2 separate regions of the Oryctolagus cuniculus genome follow, and region 2 is linked to region 1. Evidence: chromatin contacts called from public Hi-C data. All regions are on one chromosome and are shown on one strand. The core of a region is the stretch at or near the end of the contact, and the rest is flanking DNA. Distances in the headings are between cores, read along the strand shown. Region 1 overlaps LOC127482850 (a long non-coding RNA gene). Region 2 holds the start of TGFBR2 (transforming growth factor beta receptor 2).

What was found. Hi-C and Micro-C count contacts between places; a contact is called where the count stands out from the background.
Region 2: a Hi-C map of embryonic fibroblasts shows a contact between it and region 1, with 2.0 times the contacts expected there. The contact joins the promoter of TGFBR2 here to the enhancer-like site in region 1. A contact is called at or near these places in 2 of 6 Hi-C or Micro-C datasets (embryonic fibroblasts and skin fibroblasts).

Annotation. Positions count from the first base shown.
Region 1 is chr4:167,122,426-167,125,764 of mOryCun1.1, forward strand. It overlaps LOC127482850 (a long non-coding RNA gene), which reads right to left. Exons shown (of 3, transcript XR_007908709.2): 3 at 1-2,975. Among named protein-coding and RNA genes, the nearest start is that of TGFBR2, 100 kb to the right of the region's middle. Within about 2 kb of position 1,731, at least 4 of the 8 cell types and tissues checked have an H3K27ac peak or open chromatin away from gene starts, as enhancers often do.
Region 2 is chr4:167,222,198-167,225,750 of mOryCun1.1, forward strand. TGFBR2 (transforming growth factor beta receptor 2) reads left to right here and starts at 1,641. Exons shown (of 7, transcript NM_001177748.1): 1 at 1,641-1,734. The coding sequence starts at 1,641.

The sequences.
Region 1 (3,339 bases), core at 481-2,980:
CCCACTCTTTGAGGAATCTGCTATCCTGTGATGAGGGTGATCCAGTTTTCCACTACCAAGAGTCGTGGTGTCCCCAAATGCCCATTGATGGGAAAATAGATCTGTTGCGTGTGTTTATGAATTGGAATAATACACAGGACTAAAACGGGACAAACCGCTGCTACATACAGTCAAATGGTGACTCTCGCAGGTGTTAGGGCGAATGAAAGAAACCAAATTGGCAAGACTCCACGCTGGGTGATTCAACAACCGGCAATGCAAAATGATGATGGTAAGAGTCAGAAGCTGAGCTATTTCTGGGCCAGTGAAGAAGCCTAAGGGAACCTGATGGGGCTAGAAGTGTTCTGCTCTGACAGCATGTGTGTGCCTGTGTCCCTGAGTGGAAATCTAAGAGACGTTGAAGATCCATGCACTCTACTGGGCATACGTCTGTTCTCTGACAGAAAAGAAATGTTTAAGCAAAGTTACTGAAACCCCCAAAGTCTAGGTATTTTTAGAAACAAAAGGTTGGGGCCGGTGCTGTGGTGCAGTGGGTTAAAGCCCTAGCTTGAAGCACCAGCATCCCACATGGGCACAAGTTCTAGTTCCAGCTGCTCCTTTTCCAACCCAGTTCTCTGCTATGGTCTGGAAAAACAGTAGAAGATGGCCCAAGTCCTTGGTCCCCTGCACCCACGTGGGAGACTCCGAAGAAGCTCCTGGCTCCTGGATTCAGATGGGCTCAGCTCTGACCATTGTAGCCAATTGGGGAGTGAACCAGCAGATGGAAGACTTCTCTCTCTCTCAATCTCTACCTCTCTCTATAATTCTGTCTTTCAAATAAGTAAAAATAAATATTTTTTTAAAAAAAGAAACAAAAGGTTAAAGCCATGGAAATAAAGGTGGCCTGGGAAATCAAAAGGCCAGGGTGCCCATCGTTCTAGAACTTTTTAACAGCCTGTCTAGATGGGAGCTCACCATGGTCTCAGCTCCTGACAGCTGGCAGGAAGATGGAACTCACCTCGGCCATGTGTCTGAAACCACTTCAAAAAACAGCTGAGCCATATAAAAATTTAGAGAAGTGGTTTGCTTTCCCTCGCCTCTCCACTTCACACCCACTCCCAGAATTTAATGAAGTACTCTCTTCTCGGTGTTCTTCCTGAACTCCCTACTGTCTCTCAAGCCACGAGGAGACAGAAGCAATGCCCACCAAGCTTGAGTCACGTTTGGCTGGGATAGGAACTCAGTTTACTGCTGTCATTGGAATAATCTTACATGAAAAATATTACAGTGAAGACAGCAAGTCTTTCTCTTTAAAAAAGAAAAGAACCAGTTGTATAAAACATCAAGTCAATAACACACAAGACACAGAACAGGCCGGAGTGGCCTCTATTTTAAAAACTAACATCAAACCCCACTCACTTCATAAGAAGGAACTGGAGCTCTGAATTCCTTCGGAAGAGAGTGCGTGAAAGCAGGCGGGGTGTGGGTGGGAAGAGACACTCACCCTGACAATGACCTCGGGCCATAAAAGACCAATTCCAGATAGGCGACCTTCTCAAAACGCTTTGATAAGTGACATTTCAGCTAATAGGAAACCAAAGGAAATATCAGTTGCCCCAGCGAACGGGGCTGAGCAATCAGACATCTGGGGCTTTTGGCATGCCTACTGAATGAAGTCATCGCGAGAGTCCACAGAGAGTTCTGTCTCCACGGCTGAGGCTTGTTTATGGAAAAATGAGTGTTGGGGCTTGGCTTTGGCTTAAGCGCAGAGCCTTCTGAGCTGCGAGTACATTGGTTATTTTTTACAAAGTAGCTCTTGTCCTGCAGAGCGAGTGTCCTGATTTTAGACCTCCGATGGAGCCCAAAGGTTTGGCCTATCAGTTTTCTTCATTTCCTCTCTACTTGGCCACCACCCCTGTCTCAAAGGGCAGCTTTTGAAAACTACACTCTCAGTTCACTTGGACGCTGGGATCTCATCTGAGTCGAGAAGCCAAGAAACACAGGAAGTATATACGGGCTGGAAGCAGAAAAATGTGGCAAGAAACGATGTGGCTATTTCACAGAATAACCAGCCTCATTCATACCCTCTCCTGGTGCATGGGTGTCATATCCAGGTCCCAAGTTGGCTCTCCCGTCTCTTGGAAACAGACTGAGGGACCGAAGTTGTCACTCCTTGGGTTAACCCACAGCCTGCCATGCCTATAGCCTATATCCAAGTGCTGGTTCGAGTTCTGGCTGCTTTACTTCTGATCCAGCTTCCTGCTAAAGGGCCTGGGAAGGCAGTAGAAGATGGCCCAAGTCCTTGGCCCCCTGCCACTCATGGGAGAGACCAGATGGAGTTCCTGTCTCCTGGCTTTGACTTGGTCCAGACCTGGCTGTTGCAGCCATTTGGGAAGTAAACCAGCAGGTGTAAAACATCTGTGTGTGTGTGTGTGTGTGTGTCTGTCTGTCTGTCTCACTCTGCATTTCAAATAAATAAATAAATCTTAAAAAAAAAAAAAAGAAAATAGACTGAACTTCTACCATTCCAAGAACATAGGACAGACTCCTCCCAAGTTTGTTCGGGTACAGGCACCTATCCCCATGTAATTCTCTATCAGAGAAAAGTAATTACCTATTTCCATTTTCTGTACTTATCGAGAGCAGTATAGAAAACAAGGACACGATGATATAAAGTTGATAAGGCTTTTAATTACATTTCTTTGTCCATGTCTCTGTGGAGAACTCATCGTTTCCAGAATAAACTCACTGTGATACTGAGCACTTTGAGCTATTGTAGACATTGGACAAAATACAATGGACTCAAATTGTATCAGGAATGATGAGGGGAGATGTGGTAGGTATGATCAGTAGTTATCGATCGAACATACCATAATTTGTGGTCACTTACCCCTTCCTTTTTGGGAAAACATTTCTACTTTCTCCAAGGTAGGCAAGGTGAAAGACACTTGAAGGGTCCATCCATCGCCCTACGCTTCCTTCTTTAGTCTGTAGGTCTGCAAACAACAGGAAGCATTTTTAGGAATGAGAATGAGAAGGGAGGGTGGAGGAGTTTGCATTGTAGCCACAGTGAAGCTCTCCTGAGAACTGCTGTTCCTCTGGGACACATCTTGGTGGTCTTTCTCCATTGCATTCCCTCAGGCAGGTGTTGGATCACCAAAGGAGGGGAAGTGTCTCAGAAAAGGCAAATGTCTTCCTTCCCCTGCTTTAAAAGATGTGATGGTACCCAAGGGAGTCAAATTGTGTCCCACCCAGTTCTTAGAGCATGCAGAACCCCGATGGCCTGGCTCTTGTTCTGGACAGTACAAGGTTCGTTACTTCCATCGCTGTTCCCCACGTGTCTCCCTGCGTTGCATAATC
Region 2 (3,553 bases), core at 391-2,890, 100 kb after region 1:
AGATTTCTGATGGCCAAAAAGATGCTCAGCCCTCCTGATGGTGCTGCACTCCCTCTGTCCTGAACAGGAGACTTTGGGACCTGATGTGTTCCTAGGGCACAGGCAGAGACAGCGTTGCTGCTGGAAGAATCAAAGCTTCAGGTTCCAGCCCCAAGCAGACTGACAGGGTCGAGTTTGGAGCTAGGTGTGTGTTGGGGTGGGGGGGAGTGGGGGTGCATTTGCCTTTCTCCTGGCGAAACTGGCACCTGCTTCTGCAAACTATCTCGCCCTCAGGTAAAGCAACTCCTTGTAGGAAGTGCTGGCAGAGTTGACCAGATGGCTGCACACATTATGTCTTTGAGACCTGGGGCTGGGCTGATCCCATGACCCATGATACAATCAACACACAACTGAAAGAGAAGGGGGCTTCTAAGAGCATTTAACTACCAAACATGTAAATCCAGTGCCTTGGACAAACCTGGGTGCCCTAGCAAGCAGAGAAATCTGAACGTTGACACGGTCCTGTTTGGCACTCTTAGGCATTCTACACACCCAAGGCCAAGTATTCTCTTCTGTCAGCTCCGTTCCTGGAGCGCAAAGGGAACCATTCAGGTGACTCCCAAGCCACTTTTATTTTACATTTTCTGCCAAACTTAAAAATAACGTTCTCCGCCATTGTCGCTCTGTGATGAGTGATCATTCACAATTATCCACCACCCACCTGCAGAGAGAGATGGCTCAAAATGAGGGGCAGTACAGGGGTGGAAAAGCAGAATTTCCTTCTGAATCGGGATCCACACCTTAGCAAGCCCCCCGGGTGCTCACCAAGCACATTCAAGCCTGAATGTCATCTACTGCGACACACATCGCACAGGGTGATGGCACAGGCACGCTGGTACTCACAGCGAACACAAAAGTTTCCTGGAACAATACTAATGAGGGGGGAAAAGCGCTCAGAATTCACTAACTGGCTTTCAGGACTGCTTGGAGTCTCCACTTGCAATTAGAAAGAGTGGCTCTCAAAAACCCAGGAACAAGCCAAATAACGCGGTGGGGTGGTCGGGGTGGGGCTGGGGGCGCTTGGTGGTGGGCTGAGGAAGGTGTAGACACCTGGCATGCACAGACTTTGTGAAGCCCGTGTCCTGGCTCGCTCCGGGGAAGAGCCCGGGAGCCAGGAACTCCTGGGCGGCGTGGGAGGGCTGCGAGGGGCAGCGCACACCCGGCCAAAGTCCGCGCAGGAGCTGGTCCGGGGGCCCTGATTGGCAGGCCCTGAGCGAGCGAGGACTGGAAGCAGGGAGAGAGCGGAGGCTCTGGGCGGCGAGAGGTCCTGCCCAGCTGTTGCGAGGAGTTTCCTGTTTCCCCCGCAGCGCCGGGTGAAGTTGAGTGAGTCACTCGCGCGCACGGACAGACTACACCCCGCGCGCGCACCCGCTCGGGCCGGGAGCCGGCCTCCTGCGCAGCTCCCCTCGGCCGCCGGGGGCCTCCGCCGGCTGCAGGCCCCCTCCTCCCGGCCGGCCGGCGCCACATCTGGCCCGCACATCTGCCGGGGCCCGCGCGGCTCGGGGGTCTCGAGAGGGCGCGGGGTGGGGGTGGGGGGTGGTCCGGGGAGGCGCCGTCCGCTGCGCTCTGGGCTCGGTCTATGACGAGCGGCGGGGTCTGCCATGGGTCGGGGGCTGCTCCGGGGCCTGTGGCCGCTGCACCTCGTCCTGTGGACGCGCATCGCCAGCACGATCCCGCCGCACGTTCAGAAGTCGGGTGAGTAGCGGCCAGCGCCGCGCCGAGGGCGCCGGGGGCCCCTGCGCTGCGCTTGACAGTCGGCCGCGGGCACTGCGCGCTGGGGCGGAAACGGGGAAAGTGGCCCGCGCGGCACCCACGCAGCCCCAGCGAGGGGAAAGTTGGTTCGCAAGGGGGCGCGGGGCCCGCGGGGGGGGCCCCTTTGTGCGAGCCGGGGAGGCGCTGTGCCGGCCGCGGCCCCGCTGAGCCCCCAGTCCCGGAAAGGGAAGTTTGCGAAGTTGGTGATCCAGAGGCGGCCGGGCAGAGGCCGCGCACCTGGGCCCTGGGCGATGCTGCGGGCCCCTCGAGGCTGCCCGAGCCCTCCCCAGCCCCCAGAGGCCGGTTAACCCCGGCTGGAGCGCCTGAAAGTGGCCCCACGGCCCGTCTCCCACCCATCGCCCCCTACGCGCCCCAGGCCGGTTCTTGGCCCCGGGTTTCCTGCATGCATGCCGGAGAAGCGGCGATTTGCAAAGGAAAGTTTTCGGGCGCTGGAGATGGACAGGTAGACGAGGCCTGCTGGGTTGCCCGGTGCAGGCGTGGGTGCCTGGAGCGAGACGTGCCTGCCTCCAGGGAGCTGACTCCTTTCTTTGCAGTTGTCACTCGGGGCCGGCCGAGCAAGGGGTGGCTAGGGTCCTAAATGGGCCGCCCACCTGATCGCTGTCTCTGGAGCTTTTTAAAGGGGGGGGGGGGGTAAAAAATTGCAGGAATTTGGTTCTTAACGACTTGTTATGGAAAGTGCAGAAGCCCCCAGACGTCAGAAGCTGGAATGTTTGCAGCTAGGAGGCACTTAGCCTTCTGCAGCTGGCGGCCCTGCTCCGGGGAGCTTCGGGTTTGGGCGAGCCCTGTCCCTTTCCCAGGCCTCAGTTTTCTCATCTGTAAAATGACGTGGTGGGAGCTGGATCGTCTCACATCCCCTCCATCTGTGACGTCTGAGCAGCGCCTGCACCCTCGCCCCCCCACCCCCCCGGCACCCTTGGGTGACTGGCAGATACTGCGCATCAATTTTGGTGGAAAGGTGCATGAAAGACCAGCTCGCCCAGAGGCAGGGGGTTTTACTTGCCCCGTGACACAGGCATGCGTACCTGTAGAATTGTCTAGACTAAAAGGCAAGACGCTCTAAAGGGTGCATTTCAAAGTATGGAGGAAGACCGGGAGCTTTGGAGTGTGTGGCTCGTACTGAGGGTGGCATGGAGATCTGAGTTTTTAATGGACTCAGAAGGAGCCCTGTGGCATGCAAAAAAAAAAAAAAAAAACCTTCTGACACAGATATGAATTCTATGGTTTATGCAATCACAAAGCTTTGCTCTTGGCTGCTTTCTTACACTGAAAAAACAGAATGTTCCACCGTCTCTGGTTTGACTGCAAACTCTTAAAAACTGAGTTATATTTTGCTAATAACTTCTAAAACACCGCTAATTTTCTGTCTGCATTAAAAAAAAAATCCTCGTTGAAACGTTGGTTCAGATGACAAAGATTAGCAGGCCCTGATTTTGTTAGTTAACTTTTGTTTACGAGGATAAGATTTATGATTTGCAAATTCCAGACTCAATAGTTCCGTGAGTCAGTTTCATTTCATCTATACACACACTTTTAAACAATTAGTTTAAACGCCTGCTGGCTTTTTATTTGGTTTTTTGAACAGTTGTGCAGAGCCTAGAGATACCATATGGTGATAGAATTGAACTTTCAAAATGGTTGCATGAAGGAATCATTCTGAATTTTATTCATTTGGTCAAATTAAATTTTTCAAAGATGGTTGAGGTCTGCAGACAGCTCTAGAGTGAAGATGAGCAACTTAATT